2 separate regions of the Sus scrofa genome follow, and region 1 is linked to region 2. A link is a contact called in public Hi-C data. All regions are on one chromosome and are shown on one strand. Each heading gives the region's core, a stretch centred on a gene start, on an enhancer-like site or on the middle of the called end of the contact. The rest is flanking DNA. Distances are from core to core; before and after follow the strand shown. Region 1 overlaps PSD3 (PH and SEC7 domain-containing protein 3). Region 2 overlaps PSD3 (PH and SEC7 domain-containing protein 3).

What was found. A called contact is a pair of places that touch in the nucleus more often than the background predicts.
Region 1: a Hi-C map of liver shows a contact between it and region 2, with 3 times the contacts expected there. The contact joins two enhancer-like sites. A contact is called at or near these places in 13 of 47 Hi-C or Micro-C datasets (alveolar macrophages, embryonic fibroblasts, epiblast stem cells and 6 more) and 1 of 2 datasets of contacts at active chromatin or transcription factors (skeletal muscle).

The regions. Positions count from the first base shown.
Region 1 is chr17:12,900,176-12,906,089 of Sscrofa11.1, reverse strand. The region is part of intron 4 of PSD3 (PH and SEC7 domain-containing protein 3); the gene reads right to left. Among named protein-coding and RNA genes, the nearest start is that of PSD3, 260 kb to the right of the region's middle. Within about 2 kb of position 4,134, at least 3 of the 83 cell types and tissues checked have an H3K27ac peak or open chromatin away from gene starts, as enhancers often do. A contact at or near this core is called in liver, where this site is marked.
Region 2 is chr17:12,824,455-12,830,502 of Sscrofa11.1, reverse strand. The region is part of intron 3 of PSD3 (PH and SEC7 domain-containing protein 3); the gene reads right to left. Among named protein-coding and RNA genes, the nearest start is that of PSD3, 180 kb to the right of the region's middle. Within about 2 kb of position 1,417, at least 1 of the 83 cell types and tissues checked has an H3K27ac peak or open chromatin away from gene starts, as enhancers often do. A contact at or near this core is called in liver, where this site is marked.

The DNA of each region.
Region 1 (5,914 bases), core at 2,885-5,384, 73 kb before region 2:
GCCTCTGCAGCCCTGACCAGTCCCCCATCCTCATGCATAGCTGATGCTAACGCTCAGAAAAGGGGGTTAAGAGTGGAAGCTGGGACCCTAATTTTACCACATTTTTTAGACCATTTCATGATGCTCAGGGCACACTAGTCCTTATCTACAACCTTTGTCCATCCATAAAAACATCCTCACTTAGCAATAAGTATATGCTGAATCTTAGCTTGAGAGACCTAGTTACTGTCCTATCACAGTGACAAGAGCCAAAAATGAACTGACAAGGGGAAGGGGCACAGGGCATGCTCAGCGAAGTGGCAGCCAAATCATAAGAGTTTTTTTTTTTTGTCTGTCTTTTTAGGGCCGCACTCTTGGCACATGGCAGTTCCCAGGTTAGGGATCTAATTGGAGCTACAGCTGCTGGCCTACACCACAGCCACAGCAACGCAGAATCTGAACCATGTCTGCAACCTACACCCCAGCTCACACCATTGCCGGATCGATCCTTAACCCACTGAGCGAGGCCAGGATCAAACCTGCATCCTCATAGATACTAGTCAGATTCGTTTCCACTGCATCACGACAGGAACTCCCACAGGAGTATTTTAGATCATACTGTTGATCTAAACAACTTTATGTATAGATTGCATTCAATCACCTCCTAATTGCTAGACACTTTGGCCTTTATTTCCTGGACCCATCTATGGCACATCTCTGCAATTACTCTCTTCTTATTAAACTTCTCTCTTTTGTTTTCCCTCCCAATTATCTTTCTATTCTGATTTTCCATCTACCTCCCTAGCTGATCCTGATGAATTTCTTTTAAACACTGCTCTCTCAGCCTGCCCTTTAAATGTTTTTCTTCTTCAAGGCCCCATTTTCCTGTCTTCTTTCCAGGGTCTGGAAGCATCTGTCTTTCCAGCCCCTGGATGATACATCCAACTTTCAAAGTCTCTTCTCACACCCTCCCGCCCACTGGGTCTCTCCAGGAGTGTGTGCCACAGGTGACTCAAACCCAACACGCCCACCTAACACATCACCATTCTCTTGACACCCCAAACTTGCTCCTCCTTTCAACCTGTCTCTGGTCAAAGGCACCAGCATCCACGCAGCAGACAAAGTGCCTTCCCTTCCCCCCTTCCCACACCCAGTCAGGTGCCTACCGAAGCCCTCACTCTCCACACTGTGCCCTCTTCCCCATCGTCATGAATGCCCCGCCTCCGAGTGCTGCTTCCTGTGGCAGACACACGGGTGGTCTGACCCATTGCCCACCCCTACCCCCACTAAGAGAACCCCCAATTTTTAGCTGGGCGCATGGTTAAAGATTATGTTTCTAGCAGGTACCTCGCAGCCAGTTACATGCTTCATTTAAGCCACAGGTGTGTGTGTGTGTGTGTGGCAGGGGGCACACATGCCTTCCTAACAAGGTACACTGCCTCCTATCTCACCTGTCTACAAATGCAATCCAGTCTCTGCACTGTTTTCAGACTGATTCCCTAAATCCCAAATATAAAGAATCAACCTATCATTTTAAAAAGTCCAATAAAAGACATACTTTTTTTTTGGTCTTTTTGCCATTTCTCGGGTCGCTCCCGTGGCATATGGAGGTTCCCAGGCCAGGAGTCCAGTCGGAACGTAGCCACTGGCCTACGCCAGAGCCACAGCAACGCGGGATCTACACCACAGCTCACGGCAACGCCGGATCATTAACCCACTGAGCAAGGGCAGGGATCGAACCCACAACCCCATGGTTCCTAGTCAGATTCCTTAACCACTGCGCCACGACGGGAACTCCAAAGACATACTCTTTAGTATGGCACCTAACATACTGACAGCCTGGTCCTTGCCTGCCCCATTGACACCAGTTGCTCTGAACAAGCCATGGTTTTCACAGCACCACAGCTTTACCTATGCTTCGTCCACTGCGTGAAGCATCTGTCTTCCCAGACCAGTTCCACCCGAGCCTCGGAAGCTCTGCTCAGATAACCACCTCTCCTAGGAAGCTTTCCTCCCAAAGCTCCCTGTTTTTATTTCTACTACAGCAGGAATCATGTAATGTTAGAAACATCACACTGTTTGTCTGTTTCCCCAGCCAGCCTGCGCAGTGAGACTGTGCTGTATCTCCTACCTCCCAGCCTCGCCACTACAGGTATTGGCTGTTATGTTAAAAAAGTAAATACTCTCAGGAGTGCCTTCACTTGTCTCAAAGGATGTTTTGACCCGATCATCTGATACCTGACAGAAATGAAAACCCAGGCCTCTAGATCCTTTGCCAGGCCCGTTGCTAGTGCATCAGCATTTCTCCACCTGTGCTCCAACAACATCCGTTTAGAGACTATTAATAATGTGAATAACGCATGGGTTTCCAGCCACCCCAGACAACCTTCAGCTCTAACCCACCAAAGCCCCTCAACTCTGAAGGCATCAGCTCAGCCTCACCTCCCTGCCAGCGCCAGCTCACATCTGGGGAGGACTCCCTGCTCCCCAGGTACTTCCACAATCCTCTGAAATCAAGCTAAAGATCATCCTTAATTTTCTCTCTCCCCTTCCCTAAAAAATGAGGTTGTATCTGTCACATCATGTTAGCCCGGCCCCTTTCTTCCTGCCATCTGAGGGCAGGACAGCGGGGCTGTTCCTGTCTCTCTGTCAACGCGCTCAGCTCCTCAGAATGTGAGAAAGGGGGAGGGGGTCTTCCTGGGCTTCTCAGCAGTGTCTGCTCACTGATGACAAGAGGGCCACTGAACTCCAGAGGGAGAGGGAGCTGCCTTTCTCTGCATACTTCACCTCACAGGCCTCAGAAAGCAGCCAGCCTTTCCTGGTCTCTGTGTCTGTCACCTGGCAGGGCCATGGCACCTACCCCTATGAGCAGACTGCTGACTCCCTGAATCCTCTGGGGAGCCCAACCCGAGGTTAGATTTTGGGGTCACACACCAAGGAGCCAGATTGTTTTTTTCAGCTTTATTGAGGTAAAGTGACAAAAAAAAAAATTGTCAGAATTGAAAGTGTACAAGGTGAGGATTTGATACCTATACATTGGGAAGGAAGAACCTGAATTTTTAATAACCATTCCAAGCTTCCATGTCAACACACCCCTGCTAACACGGCAGGGCAGGACGGGGCTGGGTAGTAGGAATCCCCAGACAGGGTTCCCTGTAGCCTGAAGCAGCTGCCTTCATTCACCCCAGCGTGCAACCCGAAAAATATCATTTTCCCAGAATGCCATGAAGTGGGAAAGGTTTGCAGAGTTCCTAGGATTTTCTAGAAAACTACTGAATTAGTATTTCCAGGGGAGGTTCACAATGATCAGTTTCAAAACTTACCCAGGGCAATCTGGTGTGCACCTGTTTAAGAGCCATTGCTCTCAACTCTTTAAGAGCAAAAATACATTTCCACAACAAATATTTTGCAATGCCCCCTTAATTACCCTGAAGTGAAATTCAAAGCTAAAAGTCAAAACAATCCAAGTCAAGATTTACAAAAGGTGTACATTCAATGGTTTACTAAGTATCACACAAAAAGAAATTAAAAAGCTCTTCACGTACTTGCTTACACCTACGTGCAGCCCCACCCTGAAAGCCAGACTCATGCATAGACTGCAAGTGTGCTGAAGTGACAACAGCACAGCCATTACCTTTTTGGGACATGATATTTTGGAACTGTAAACAATTTCTAGTAGATTTCCAAACAAAATGAAGTAAAATCTTCTTTTGATTCACATGGAAGTGATAGCCCTAAACAATTCACTGATATTTAAAACCGTGTAGAAAAACATATTGTTGACACATTCCAAGTCCAGAGTGTTAGAAAGGAGTTTTCCCTGTAAGAACGTGCACCAGGACACTCAGGATCGTGAGCACATGGGACAACGCCCCTCCTGCAGCCCCACCAAGCACCACAGGACGCCCTGCTTCCCAGGCACTTGCCCATTAAAGGCCAGGAACTGGGCCTCACTCCCAATCACCAGGCCTCACCCCCCAATCACTGTAACAATTAAAAACATCCTCACAGGTTGCCAAAAACAACCATTCCACCTCCCCAAGCAGAGCAGAGACACTTGTATCAGGCTGCAATACCATTTTCCCTCGTGCTCATTACAATCTCTCCAGAATCTCTGCCTCATTCCACCACTCAATAATGCTTTCCAAAGCAAATATTTACATGAGTATTCAGAAAACAGAAACTGCTGATGAAATTCTACATGAATGGACAAACACCACAGGTAGAGGAAACCTCATAAACTCCTGAAAAACTAACACATGCTACTTTTTTTTATAAGCAAATCATGTTTTCCTATCACCATTACAATTTTAATTTGAGATGTCCTCTCACTTTTCTGATTATCTTCACTTGGGAGTGGCTCTGAATGTCGGTAAAATACATCAAACTACAGTTCGTATGTACTGAAGGTCCCTACAATGAATCTTGTTAGTGTTAAAACAGTTTACAAACAGCTCCCGTCATTACCTTTTTAACTACAGTAGTTCTTAAGCCTATATGTGCATCATAGTCATCCTCTGGGGAGCCGCTTAGGAACTGGGAGTTGCTTGGGTCCCTCTCCCACAGACTCTGACTGCAGAAGCCTGGAGAAGGCTGGGCCCACAAGTCTTTATTCTTCCAAAAAGTTGGCAGGTGGTTCTCATGCCAGCAGGGGCAGATCCAGTTCTGTGGCTCCTAAAACTTAACAAAATTGGGGATGCTCTATTTAAGAGAAAGAAGGAAAAAACACGGGCCTCTTGAAGCCTTGGAGACATCCATGCATTAACTTCACAGTATGTTCCCCCTCTGGATGCTAGTCAGGGTTGCAAAGCAGGACATGACGAGAACCACTAATGGAAAACATGATGAAGTAACAAGCCACACAGTAACTAGTATGGCACAGACCCTGGGCCCCAAAGAAAGGCCTACAAGCTTCAGGAGGTAACAGGTAAAGCGGGAGACAAGGTGCAGACTGGAAAAGCTCAGTTCTAAAGGGGCCACTGTTCCCCAGGGCCAGCAGCAACACCCACTTGGCAGTGCACCCCAGGTTTTCCAACAGAAGCTTGAAGTCTGGATTTTTAAATGGAATCTCCCAATTTTTTAAAGTTAGCTCGATTTTTCATTAAACATTGGCTAAGCCAAAAAAAACATGAGTGAAAGCTGCCAGTATATGAGCTCTCCTTTACAAAATAAAAGGAAACTTAAGCTTGGATGGTTGATCTAAGAAAGACTAAAAAAACAAAAAAAAGAAAAGAAAGAAAGAAAGGTAAAGGGAAGCCCTGCTGAAAGTATACTTTCTAAAGGGGTCCCTACCCCTTCTCAATGAAAACTTTTGTTCACAAATTTACTCTAAACATTCTCATAGCTCTCACAGGGTTCCGTAATCAAGAAAGGCTAGCTCTGCACATAAAAAGAGGAAAATCTTAAATGAATCCTCAGTAGCTAGTAAGTACATTTTAAAAGTCTGACCTCAACTACATTTGGTGCTGCAAGTTTCTGGAGATAAAACCTCTCCATTCTGATTGAGATGCACTGTTCCAATGCTGTTCCAAAGCTGATCTGATTTCACTCTCAAAAAAAAGTCAAATCCTGCTCCACAGTTTTCATTAGCTGCTTTAAGCACACGCGGGTGCGCACACATGCGCACGCACACACACACACACACACACACACACACACACTGAATATTAGTTCCAAAAAATTGATCTCCTGGGCAAAATTAAAATCTTTATATGGAGTACAATAAACTTTCGGCTTGCCCTCCAGATTGATGTTTGCAACAATCCTTAGCTTCTCAGTATCTAAAACACCAGGCAGATTCAGGGAAGTAGCTGAAGCTCCAGAATAGGGTGCAGATATGCGGACCAAGGCAGGGTAAGAGGGAGGCACGATTTAGCAGTGTACCAAAAACCCTAGCCAAGGAAAAAGTCAGGCCCCACGGCCAGGCCCAAGCAGA
Region 2 (6,048 bases), core at 168-2,667:
ACGTCCCCATCCCTCAGTGTCTTCTGACTCAATCTATACTATCATGCCTATCAAATAACTTCTTGGAAAGTAAGAACTGTTGAAAAACACAATTCAAAAAAAGCCTGTAAGTGTTCATATGCAGATAAAAGCAGTTCTACTGGCCCTTAACCAATAATCAGACAAAGCCCAAACAAAAGAAACTACAGCTGCTTCTATTTAATTTTTTCTACTTTCCTTGTCCACAGACAGAAGAGCCATAGGAAGAACCAAGCTGTTCTGTTTCTATAATTCACTTTTTCTTAGCCAAGGTCTGGGAACAGAAGGCAAGAGAAACAGGGAGCAGCTGCCACATGATCCTCTTAATGCCCCCAGCTCACTCCCCATTCTCCTATTGTCTCAGACCCCTTTCTCAACAAACTCGGTCCCAGCTCAAGATGAAGAAAAAAGCAAGGAAAAGCAGACTTCTCCGTGTCAATACTTACCATTACAGAAAACTCTAGGTCACTTCTATCAGGTGATGTAACTAGAAGTTAAATAGGTAAGCTTTACATTCTGCTTTATTTTGAATTCCAATTAATTACTTATAACCGTATAGAACTCCCTACATAATCCCCTTAGACATTACATGTGTTTTTGAAAGAAAAAATACACAATTTCCATCTCTTGAGCCAAACAAAAATCCTGGTCCCACTATTTAAGCCAAGAGATATATAAAATAATGGCTGCCGATGAATAAGTCATCCAATTTCAGATTCCAAGACCCAGAGAATCTAAATATGAGAGCCAAACAGCTCAGTTTCGGCAACACACAATGCTAACTTTTGAGCACAGAAGAGCAGAATGATGGTTAAGAACACCAAACGGCCAAGTTTAAATCTCACCTCTGCCACTTATTAGTTGTGTTATTTAACCTCTCTAAACGTAAGAATGGAGATAATGACAGTATCGACCCCGTGGGGTTGTCAGGGAGACTAGAAGTAACCTGTGTTAGAACACACAATAGGGCCCCAATAAATATTAGCCGTGACTGTAACAATGCATCATGCTTTAAAATATCACATAAAATAAGCATTTTCCAAAGGTTAGGTCATAATGTGAAACTTGAAGGAAACTGCTGCTTCCCAGAGAACCCACACAGAGCTACCATGTACGAAAAGAGCCCCAGGCTCAGGTCAAAATGTTCACATTACCACTTACCCTTACCCCAAGAACAAACTTTCCAAAATGTGTACAAATTATTCTGATTCATCTCACTGAGCTATGACCAGAAAAGAGGGAGTTTCAAACTAGATGGTTGTTCACAGTTAAAGACGCCCCAAGAAATGATGGCTAGCAGTGGTCAAGGCCTGGCACTCACCAGGAGGGAGGGGAGAGCGGCTGGTGACTCCCTCACACCACAGGCAAGACAGAAATGCCTGGCCACCTCTGTGCCTACAGTGTCAACAAAGTCCTGCCCACTCGGCACCAGGGCACCGCCGGGGCCCCAGTATGTTGACCTTCTGGGCACAGTGGAAAACAAAGACTGCAGCGGCATATCCTATTTTATATAAATAAGAGAGCTGAAGCAAAGATTCATTATTAATGTTAGGAGTTACACCTTATTTTCAAAGGAAGCATGGAAATTTGGTAAATGGGCCTAAGAATAACGTGTTAACTACATGCTGCAACCTATCCTTTTTCCCACTGTCAACTGCAAGAGGGGTTGACACTGCCATTGTAGCCACTACAACTAACATTAAACCAGAGTGTATGGAAAGAGTCTTTGGAAGATAGTCTTATTGCTGGTTTTTTGGGGTTATTTTTTTTTTTTTTGTCTTTTTTTTTTTTTGCCTTTTCTAGGGCCGCTCCCTCAGCATATGGAGGTTCCCAGGCTAGGGGTCGAATCGGAGCTGTAGCCGCCGACCTATGCCATAGCCACAGCAACGTGGGATCCAAGCCGCGTCTGTGACCTACGCCACAATCACGGCAACGCCAGATCCTTAACCCACCAAGCAAAGCCAGGGATGGAACCCGCAACCTCATGGTTCCCAGTCAGATTCATTAACCACTGAGCCACGATGGGAACTCCAAAAGATGGTTTTATAACTCAGAAGATACACAGAAAAGGTACAAAGGGACACATTCTCAAAAAATAATGTCACTGCTTAATTTTTGCCAGCAAATCTCTGAATCTGCCAACAATATCACAAATCACACAAGCTGCCCAGACAGGGACACTGAACAAAGGCTCTGGGGAATTTCACCTGGATCCTGCCCTTCCCTAAACTAAGGCAGGGAGAGATCTAGAGAAGAGCTAAAACGCAGTACTCAAGGTGGAAATGCCTCCACTCTTAGCAAAGAAAAGGACTTCGGTGCCTAAATTCTGAGAACTGTCAAAGGAGCAGTGACTTGAGGAGAGACTGGAACACCAACTGTTTGCGAGCCTGAGTCACGTGCTCAGGTAAGAGGCCACTGGTCACCTACTGAGCACCAGATTAGGTCTCGGACTGCCTAAACCTCAACCATGTCTGAATCCATTTCTAAAAACTGAGAATGATCTCCTAATCCAGCCCAAGCACAAAGAAATGCTCTTTTCATAATTGCTAAATGACAAATTACCTCAGGTAAACCTCAAACAAACCAGACTGAAGGCCAAAGCACATACATATTTCAACATTCACATGGTTCTTTTTGCCTCAGCATTTCTTAACCAAGACTGAAATTAATCTATTACCACACTGGTGTCTTAGTTTATGAATAATATATAACAGATGACCGAGAATTTCTAAAGAAAAAAGTCACCTCTAAAAAGAGTAATGCCTTGGACATGTTTTTTTTTTTAATGCAATGCCAGGCTAAATCTCACTCATATCTTCCACAGGGTCAGCAAACAAATAAGATAAAAACCAAGGTTTTAGGAGTTCCCGTCGTGGCGCAGTGGTTAACGAATCCGACTAGGAACCATGAGGTTGTGGGTTCGGTCCCTGCCCTTGCTCAGTGGGTTAAGGATCCGGCGTTGCCGTGAGCTGTGGTGTAGGTTGCAGACGCGGCTCGGATCCTGCGTTGCTGTGGCTCTGGCGTAGGCTGGTGGCTACAGCTCCGATTGGACCCCTAGCCTGGGAACCTCCATATGCCGCCGGAGCGGCCCAAAGAAACAGCAAAGACAAAAAAAAAAAAAGAAAAAAAAAAAAAAAAACAAGGTTTTAGAAAGCAAAGAGTTGTTGATGGAAAGTATCTCTGAATTTTCCTTTTTCAGTGAGATAATTTACTGTCATATTATTTTTATTAAATTCCCAAGATTTATTAGCTGAAAAGGATTCCCAAGGTATCTCATTTTTTAAATTGCTACTATTTAATTAAAAGCAAAATTGAACCTCAATACAATGTACACAGTAAAGCATGTATTATTCTTTGGTCACGAATGAACAGTGCCAACAAAACCTTTTTTCAAGCCAACACTCATTGAGATTTGCAAATCAAGCTTCTTACACTCGCATTTTTAAACACAACATTCAACCGTGGAATTTCATCTTAAAATAAGGTTATTTCAGCCTTACAGCTTCAGCCTGGCCCAACTAATGGCCAGGATAAAAGTGCTGAACCGTACACAGAACATACGAACTAAGAGACAGAAGGTCAAGTTGAGAATACATCACTGAATAAGGAGAGCATATACATGTTTAGGCTTGAAACCATAAAATGCTGGGGCTGGAAGGCCCTGAGAGAGCATCTATCTACTCAATCTGCTTATCATACAGAAGTTAAATGATGTGCCCAAGGCAGTGGCAAAAATTCAGCCAGTGACAAAACCTACAAGCCAGGTATCCTACCTACTAGTCTAATTACTTTCCACAGTACCACTCTGCTCCTTTGAGTACCAAAAGTGTATATTAATGAAATATCTGACAAACAAGACAAACTCATAGGTTTATGATCTGATTTGTGCATGAATACATAAAGCTGTAGAACGACATGCATCAAGCCACTAAGAATTGTGTGGGAAGGTGTCCATTTATTTTGCTTTGTTTTGCTGTTTCTGTTGAGCATGTTGCATTTTTAAGTGAAGAGAATTTCATGACTTTTTAGAAGAGTACCTCTTGATCTGGAAATACTCTTGGGAAGGATGGTAAAGTATTTTTTGGAAGAAGCTACCAAGAAAGTGTATTTCCTTTCCTTTAGCAGGGAGCAACCTCCCCCACCCCCCACCCCCCACCCCCCCACACTGACAGCCACCCCAGCCTCCTATTCAAGGTCCAGTTCAACTTCGTTGCAGAGGAGGTCCAGGCCCTTGGGGGTTCCTCCCTCCTCGGGGTTCCTCCATCACATCCATGCTCGCCGCTCCTCCTAGAAAGCAGCCTCCTGGACAGCAGAGAGCCTGTGACAATCACCTAGCTCCGGGGCTCTGCAAAATCCTTTGCAGCTATTCTATTACAGTTTGCTCCCAGAATTCCAGAGAGAAATGTTCCAGAACCCCTCTTCCCTACACCAACATCTGGACCCACTCAAGAGTTATTCCCGCGTGGAAACAAGGATCCGCAAGGTCTGTGGGAAATGAAATCGTCGCGCCCACCACCTCCTCCGAGGAGCGTCTGCCATCAAGGCCTCCGACCACATTAAACCCACGCTCTCTAAGCGGTACCTGTTTTAAACCTCTGAGCATCATTTGCTACAAGTCCCAGCAAAAGACCGCGGACAAACTTAAACTTAAAATTACGGGATCCCAATGGCTGTAACGTCCGGAGGAGCCCAGCCCTCCTCCCGGCCGGCTCCTCTGGCGGCGCGGGCTTCCCGGCCCTTTTGACGGAGAAACCTGACCTGCAGCCCAGGCACCCCGCCTCGCGGCTGGAGGCGGGGGTCGGAGGGGAAGCCCCCAGCCCCGCGGGGCGAGCCTTCCAGCTCCTCGAGGCACAAAGGGGCACGGCGGGGAGAAACGGCTCCAGACCCCACGTCAGCGGCGGGACCCGGACCCGGATCGGGACCCGCGCCGCCCCGCGCAGCCGCCCCGACGGCCCGAGTGCCCGCGCCCCGCCCCGCCCGCCGGTCAAGCCTCACCGCGGCGTCGCTTCCTTCCATCTCCCATCGCCCGCCGAGCCGCCCGAGCCTCAGGGCCAGACTGCCGGCAGGCGACCGGCGAGCTCTTTGTCGGCCCGGGACGCCGGCGGGCGAGGAGCGCGCTCCCTGGCGGAGGATGCGGCTGGGCTGCGAGGGACAGCGGCGCCTGGGGGCCCCGGGAGGGGCAGGGGGCGGGGCCGGGGAGGAGGAGGGAGGGGAGCGCCGGACCGAGCGGGGGCGAGGGGAGGGGCAGCCCGGGGCGGGGTGGGCGGTGCCGAGGAGGGGGAGGGGCAGGGCGCGGGGGCGGGGAGTGCGGGGGCGGGGCCCCGCGGAACGGGGGCGGGGGCGGGGACGACGGAGGGGCAGGCCCGCTTACTCTTCTCCCACGAGGCTGCCCGTCGCTGGCCTCCAGCGGAAGCCTGCCTGTTGCTTCGTGGTCTCTCTGAGGAAAGTGAGGCGCTTCCGACGGACTTTGCTGTCAAGCGGTGCCGCGTGACGGGAGGCGGGCGGCGTCTCGCGTGGTCCGGGGACTAGCGTCCGACATGCCCACGCGTCCCCTTGGGTCGCGGCAGCCGCGCGGGGAACCTTTAGGGTCCCTGTTGGGTTTTGCTTGCCGGCACTCCCCGACCCTTCCTAGGACCCACCTCCTGGAGGCGGGTCCCGCGCGGGACAGGCCCTCACCGCCACCGCGCACCCAGAATGTGCGGGACGGGGGTGGGTACAGGCGTGAACTGCACTTTGAGTCTGAATTGCACCTCCCTCGTCCCCTCGATAGCTTCCTCCGCTGGCAAAGGAGGGGGGACATAACACCCCAATGAGAGCCCTGGTGCCAGCACCTGGAGCAGAGCCCTGTGGCCCGCTGCATGTGCTTATGGTAGGAGGGTGTCAGGGCTTTAATGTCTGCCCTCTTGGGACCGGTGGGAGATGCCCAAATAAAGGGAAATGACTAACGTGGCCAAGCTTTGAGCCGGGGATTGAGGATCAGTTCCTTAGTGGCACAAAGCCAGCCCACCAGGTCCAGATGCAGCAAAGCAC